Linked DNA regions of Zea mays: region 1 is linked to region 2. A link is a contact called in public Hi-C data. All regions are on one chromosome and are shown on one strand. Each heading gives the region's core, a stretch centred on a gene start, on an enhancer-like site or on the middle of the called end of the contact. The rest is flanking DNA. Distances are from core to core; before and after follow the strand shown.

Region 1 (3,720 bases), core at 199-2,698, 570 kb before region 2:
AGAATCCACTTATACACTTCGACAGCTTCAACCTAGTAAAATGCATGCCATCTAATAAGAACATTTCCATATGTATCCAGTATCCAATCACAAACGTTAGAGCTAATAAGTTCACAAGGTTATTTTTCAATTGACATTTTCAGTCATAGCTTCGAGAATAAGGAAACTACGAAGGTTGTAAACTGAGAAAGTGAAGCCATATCACCTCAGGCCTGTTCTTAATGCTCTTTGCCCGGTGAGCATAATCCAATGTACTCAGGGTTTCTTCGAGACAATGCACAGAGGGTGAAACAGTAGCGATAATACAAGTCTTTGTTCTTCCTCCTAATGAATCACGCAGCAATCTTGTGAGTTTGCTGTCCCTGAAAGATAGGAGAACTTTCAGCAAGGTAACAAGCGGCAATTATTGTATCTGCACCTACATGATCAACTGCCGCTTACCTGTAAGGAACATGTCCAAGGTGTTCGACCAATGCCGTAATCACACGACCCAGAGTAAGCAAGCTTTTATTAATTTCGCCAGCCTCCCTTGCACGGCCCTATAGTCAAGAGGAAGTGCATTACTTCAGAATAGAATATTATTGATGCTAAGAGATGAAGGTATTTAAAAGTAGCATTCAAGCTTGTTCCACAATACAATACCTCCTTAGCTCCAGAACGAGAGATGTTCTCGGACCCAGCCAAGTCAACTAGATTTAACTTCCCGCATTTTATCAGCTCTTCTCCTTCAGGGGTTGCCTCTTTTATGTGAATAGTGATTGAGAATAGAGAGTGGGACCGGCTAAAATGTTAAAAGTAGTAATGAGCACATAAAGTTTGTTGTAGCGGTATAGTTCAAAAGAAGACTGGCTGAGATTGACCTAGATTGCTTGTTCAGTAATGTCTCTGCAGTGCGGCGTTTTGCAGACCCCCTTTCTAACAGAGAGAATATTTCACTCGCGTTCGTAACAATTTCTTCCTCGAGACCTCGAACAAGAACTCCACCCTTCCCATCCTCCATAAGATTAAGAGGTAAGGCTTTCTTCTGTTTATCCTCAAATGCAGCCTTAGATATCTCTTCAGGAGCAAGAAGATCTGTAATTTCCTCATTGTACAGCTCAAGGAACGTGATCTTAACACTGTACTCGGTGTTCTGCCTCTCCAGGGTATCAAAGATTTGCTTCACTGCCCGAGGTATAACTCCAGCGTCTGCAGGTAATTGACCCTTCGGTCCACTCTGCAAGCATTCTTGCATAATCGGTGACCAGCGAATGAGACAACCAGGAACCATAATAGTCATAAAAAACAGCAGACTTGCCTTGGCTCTCCTGCACTCGCCTTCCATGGTGTATGTTTTTCCAGTGCCTGTCTGGCCATACGCAAATATGGTGCAATTAAATCCCTCTAAAACCTCATTTACAATAGGAATAATGGCCTGGTCATACAATTCCTTCTGCTTTGCTGTCGGTCCAAAAACCTGGGAATAGGGCACTGCATGTTACAGTTCAGCACCTGGCAGCCAAACCTGAAACAAAGTAAAGCTGTGGCGCGGCTTGCACTAGCCGTTGAAATATAAGATAAGTGAATTGCCCTCTTCCTATCAGCTTAAGTACATGCAACTTAATATGATATCAAAGTCACCCAAAAGTCATGAGTTCAAATCCTGATTAGCACAATTAAAATAAAAAAATTGTTGTGCGCTCCTATTTCACATCTGAGACTCAAGAGACGTTAGACATGAGAGGGTGTTAAAATATAATAAGTGAATTGCCCAAGCTTTTGATAGTAACTTAACATGATTGCCTATACTAGCATAATTAAAACGTGCAGAACAGCCTGAACAGGTGCTTATTACGAGTGTTCCACATTAAGCAAGAGTATTATAGTCAAACAATATTGTTTGAATTCACAAGCTAAACACTTGCACTGCAAATTGAGCTTGTTTGGATGCAAGCAACCGGTCTCATTGTTAAGCAGCCATAGATATTAAATGTCCCCCCAGAATGAACCAGGGGAACAAACACAATAGAATACTGGTGGGGATTCGCCAATCATTCACTAATTTTAAACTGGTCACACTGAAATAGAACTAGCCACAGCCACATCGCCGTAAAAACAAATGCAAGCATCAATGGGGTGGGGGAAACGCATCCAGTCACTGAAACTCCCACATCACGTGGTCAGAAACGAGGTAGAGGGCAGCAGACCTTGTCGAAGGCGTAGACCCGATCGAACTGCTTCCCGGCGATGTTCTGCGTGACGGCGACCTCCCGCTGGTAATCGTTGCAGGTGATGACCTGCGGCGCGTTGTTCCGGAGCTCATCATCGCTGAAGGGCCTGCGGAAGCAACCACGCGGGGATCAAAGGGCGGCGGATCTGGGGTGTGGGGGCTGAAACCGACTGCGCGCGAGAGAGAGGGAGTGAGAAATCGACGGCTGCCCGTGGCAAGTACCTGCAGCGGAGGAGAACCTGTACGTTCACCGACTTCTCCTTGTCATGTCGCGACGACATGGCGCAAGCGACGGCGGAGAGCAGCGCTGGACGGGCGGGCTGCGGTGGCTTAGATTTCAAAATATCTGCATCAAGAGGGGGAGGACTGAGGAGCGGGTGCGGGTCGGGAAGAGGGAGAATTCGAACTTTTGGGGGTTGCGACAGCAGGTGCGTCAGATTTATGCTATGAGCCGTTGGATAGGCAGCCCTCAACGTGTGTGAACTGGGCTCGGCCCAATAGGCCTGTTAGTGGGGTCGTGCGTCGTTTTGATATTTCTCTGTCTCCCCTCTACTTTGTAAATCTGTACTACTCTATAAGGACTCAATGTGAACGTTCACAATGCTTTACCATGCCCCCGTCGCCTCCGTCTCACGAGCCACCGCCCCGACCGCGCTCCCCCGTGTCCTGCGGCGTCTGCACCCTATGTGCCCCGTCGTGCTCTCTCCCACGCCCGCGGACCGTCGTGCCCCCTCCCCTGATCTCGAGCACGCCCACGCGTGAACCCAGCCCTAGCCATGCCCCCGCCGAGCCCCCGCCCCCGGATCTCGTGCATGGATGACCGGCATGGATGGCGCCCCCGATCTCGCGCCCGCCCGCCCGCCCGTGTGTTAACCCAGCCCGAGTCGTGCCCGCACTGAGCCCTCGCCCCCGGATCCTGCGTGTGGACCCAGCCTCCGCCGCGCCCCCGGATCCCTGGCGCCACCATATCCGACCGCATGGGAGGCGTTGTACTCGTGCTTCGCCGGAGACTCTCGCACGGCGGTCGCGCGCCTACGGATCTCGGCTCGGTCAATGCCGCCGCCACCTGTGGCGTTAGTTTTGCTGGGCTGCAGTGGGTGCAGGGGAAGGCTGGCGAGGACCGCGTCTATATCGTGGTGTCCAAAGAGCAGGGCTAGGTGTTCGTCGGCATCTACGATGGCTTCAACGATCCCGACGCCACAAACTTTCTTGTCTCCCATCCCTACGCCACCGTGCACCGTGAGATCCACAGCCTGCTCTGGGATTAGTGCGAGCAATAGGAGCAGCACGACGCAGATCAATATTGTCATGGAGCATAAGCTTGTGTATATTAGATCCATCAGATTTTTTGGAGAAATATCAATTTGCCAAAGGTTCAACTCAAACCAATAAAAAGTCAAAGAAAGGGTTCAAATAAAAAGAGCAAAAGACAACCGAAGGCTGCCTTGGTCTGGCGCATCGGACTGTCCGGTGTGCCACCGGACAGTGTCCGGTGCACCAGGGTGGATCAA
Region 2 (3,493 bases), core at 380-2,879:
CACGGTCCAAAATTCAAATGGGTCGAGCCGGCCCGAAATTCAAACAATACAGACTTTTTCGGGCTTGGGCCGGGCCGGGTTGGGCGGTCCGAATGTACACATAGGACTGACCAGCGAGCCAGCACCAGCAGTGGCCCAGGTGATGATGCGCGTGCGGGCGACAGAGAAGCTGACCGAGCGGCTATCCAGCGGGCCCCACGTGGCAGTGGAAGAAGGTAGGGACGGTGGGGGAATAGTGGGCCTCGCGGGTGGTGACTTGAACTGGGCCGAGATGAGGAACTTGGGCCGAATCAGCTTAGTTCATTCTTTTTTCTTATTTCTATTTCCTGATTTTCTTACTTTTCAAATTCTGAAATTCCAATGTAAATATGAGTTGATTCAAAAAATATCCAGATTATATGCAACATATAAAGAACCCAACATGATATGCAAGTCATGTTTATTTTCTAGGTTAATTATTCATTTAAGCAAATGTTTAAACTATGGAACACATACACTATTCTTTATAGGAATATAGTATTTTGTGTGTGGGCTACAATTGTAAATTAATTCAAAATGAATATCCCATTCTTATCTACTTTTAGAGGACCTTAGCATATGACTTTTATCAAGGGTTACATTAATTAAAATGTTTTTAAAATATTTTTAATTATTTAGCTCATGAGAGAGAATTCTTCATGTTAGCAAATGGGTTGAAGACTTCCTCGTATTATGTTTTTTTTTTCCTGTATTGAGAAATTAACCTCTAGTTTTAAAATTTTTAGGGTCTATCTCTAACAACATTTTTTGTATCGCCATCTATTCACTTCAAGAGAAGATAAATTAAAAAAATGAGGAACCCTTATTAGGACTCACTTTAATTCTTAATCTTTTGGATAACTCTTATAAATCCAAAAATAGGATTTTGGGTTACAATCGATCATTAGGTGCTAAGTCGAAGGCCTCGTCGAAGTTGCTACATAGCGTAGGCCCCGGTCGCCCGTGATCTTGTACAAGTATGGTTAGTTAAAATAAGGGGTCGAGCCTTCGTGTCGTTGATCGAGGGGTCGAGCCTTCGTGTCGTTGATCGAGGTCATGTTTAGCCTTCACCCCAACAAATGTCATTCATGTTTTTTTGCTGATTATATTTCATATCTTTGTATATGATCATTGTATATTGAATGAGGCTATACCCGAATGCTTCTAGCATGCTTGAATATTATGGCTCAATCTGAATACGTGGATACTTCATCATTCGACATATGTGGAATTATGTGTTGTGCAAAAACTTTATATGAATTCAAATTTGCATATGTAAGGTGTATGCGATTTTAGTGATCAAATGTTGTGTGAATCTATTATTATTCAGTGTGCATCATACAATCAACCGATTACAAACAAATTATGTCATTTTTTATTTTTCAAAAATAAACAAGGTTTAACCGAAAACGCTCGATATAGGCGCGTTTTGACGGATTTTTTTTTTTAAATTTGAAAGCCCAAACCGTTCAGCAGTTTTCGTTTTTTTTTCTGGATAGGAAGCGGGAAATCGGGATAAACGAGATGGTTAACCGTGGGTCCACACAGCAGAGCTTCATCGGACATAATGACTTTCTCTGAAGTCTGACCCTTCCGCCCAACCTTCCCTCATCCTGTCATCCACCCTCGCCCAACCGACGGCTACCGGTTGTAAGATTGGAATCGTTTGATGGCCGCCGCCGCCGCTTCGCCTCCGGTTCCTTTAGGACCCGATGCCTCCGATCTACTGGACGGGGATCTCCGTCTCAAGTTCGTTGTTGCCCACCCCCCCCCCCCCCCCCCCCCCCCCCCCCCCCCCCTGGACGGGGATTTTACTGTTCAGTTGCTTACCTTTTTCTCTGGTGAAATTCGCTATGAGGGTGCACGATTGTAGTAGTTTTTTTACTTATTCAGCCATTAGATGCGAAAAAGTTCGTGCAGTTGTTGTTTGCCGTGATAGGATTCCCCCGCTAGACCAGAAACCGCTGTGTCGCCGTTGTTGTGTTTGCTGTCATGGCAAATATAGATTTCTTCGGCTTTTTATGTGTTTGAGCTTTGTTTTCTTTGCCATCGTGCAGGCCCGCTGTGGCAATCTCATGGGATTCCGAAGGTACATATCTCTATCTGCTTACCCTCGGCCTTTCTTTTTACACTTGCGTTGCTTACACATCTCTGTCTTTACCTTGGGCCTTTCTACACTTTTTGCTTGCTGCTCTCTCCCGCGGTGACCTGCATGTTCATGGAGTGGTCTTGTGGTGTAGAAAAGTAGATAGAATGCCAGGGTATTAATGCAAGGCGCCAAGTTATTACACGAAGCTATACCCCTTGCTGTGCGGTTCGAAAAAGAACCTTCCTCCTCGAAGGACAAAGCCACAAAGGAATAACATTCCTTTCACTGCTCTCTTCTTTCCTTTTGAAAGTTTGGAAGCCTAGACACATTTCTGTGTGATTACCTGTTACCTTTCTACACTGCTTACTGTTTCCCAGAATCCCAATGATTTGTATGTACATTGAGTGGTCTTGTATAGTACAACCAAGCAGATACAATGTCAAGGTATTGATGCAATGAGACAAGTTATTAGGGGGTGTTTGGTTCTCCTGACTAAAGTTTTTTTTTCTCGAACATGCAGGAGAGCTGCGTATCATTCTATTAAAAGAAGAAATAAACAAGGTCTAAAATAAACCGGGGTACAACTGACGCCTTACGGCGGCCTGAACGAAACTAGCATAGACTGACTCATCTATAAAACTCTAGGCTACATGAGAGAGGGAGGCAACAAGGGATGTCAACCCCTTGGCCCCGGCAGTCTCCCACAGACGGCGCTCATCCCCCACATGGATTAGGAAATTAGCAACATTAGGGGAAAGGCCATCAAAGATGCATCTGTTCCGATGATTCCACAAAATCCAAGCGCCCAGCATAATGAGGGAGTTTAGGCCATCTCTGAAGGACCCCTGAATAGCTTCATTTGCTTGATGCCACCACTCCATAAAATTAATATCCGTTGGTTGGGGGGCCAAACCCTGCAGCCCGAATTGCCTTAGAAGGAGGAACCAACATTCTCTTGAGAAAACGCAATTCACAAGCAGATGGTCAATTGTCTCCCTCTCCTGCTCACATAAAGGACATTTTTCCGGATGATCCAGCCCCCGCTTCTCAAGTCTTTTAGTTCAACACGATCAGGTCGCGTTGTTGTAATCAAGGCACCCTCTGCCAATGAAGGTGGGTCACTGACATAACTGGAGCTCTCATGACCGTCGTTCTTTGTGATTATGTTGTATTCGGGAACTTCATTGGAATAACTGCCAATGAAGGTTTTTCTGTAGTAGCGTCTTAAGCAAGTCTCTGCTCTAGTGCTCTCTATCTCTCTCGCTCCTTGCGCCGGTGAAACGTGTGGATGGGCAGCTCACCCGGCAATAGGGGAAGCCATGTAACTTTTCTACCTTCTTTATGAAATACGTGCTAAGCACGTTCAATAAAAAAACCCGAAGCTAT

The links. Hi-C and Micro-C count contacts between places; a contact is called where the count stands out from the background.
Region 1: a Hi-C map of ear shows a contact between it and region 2, with 2.9 times the contacts expected there. The contact joins the promoter of LOC541861 here to the promoter of LOC100274680 in region 2. A contact is called at or near these places in 2 of 25 Hi-C or Micro-C datasets (ear and tassel).

What each region holds. Positions count from the first base shown.
Region 1 is chr4:54,354,532-54,358,251 of Zm-B73-REFERENCE-NAM-5.0, reverse strand. LOC541861 (kinesin-like protein KIN-5C) reads right to left here and starts at 1,448. Exons shown (of 20, transcript NM_001349555.1): 1 at 1,298-1,448; 2 at 861-1,216; 3 at 643-781; 4 at 442-539; 5 at 206-362. The coding sequence starts at 1,324.
Region 2 is chr4:53,784,132-53,787,624 of Zm-B73-REFERENCE-NAM-5.0, reverse strand. It overlaps LOC100274680, which reads left to right and starts at 1,629. Exons shown (of 10, transcript NM_001148999.2): 1 at 1,629-1,767; 2 at 2,076-2,107. The coding sequence starts at 1,688.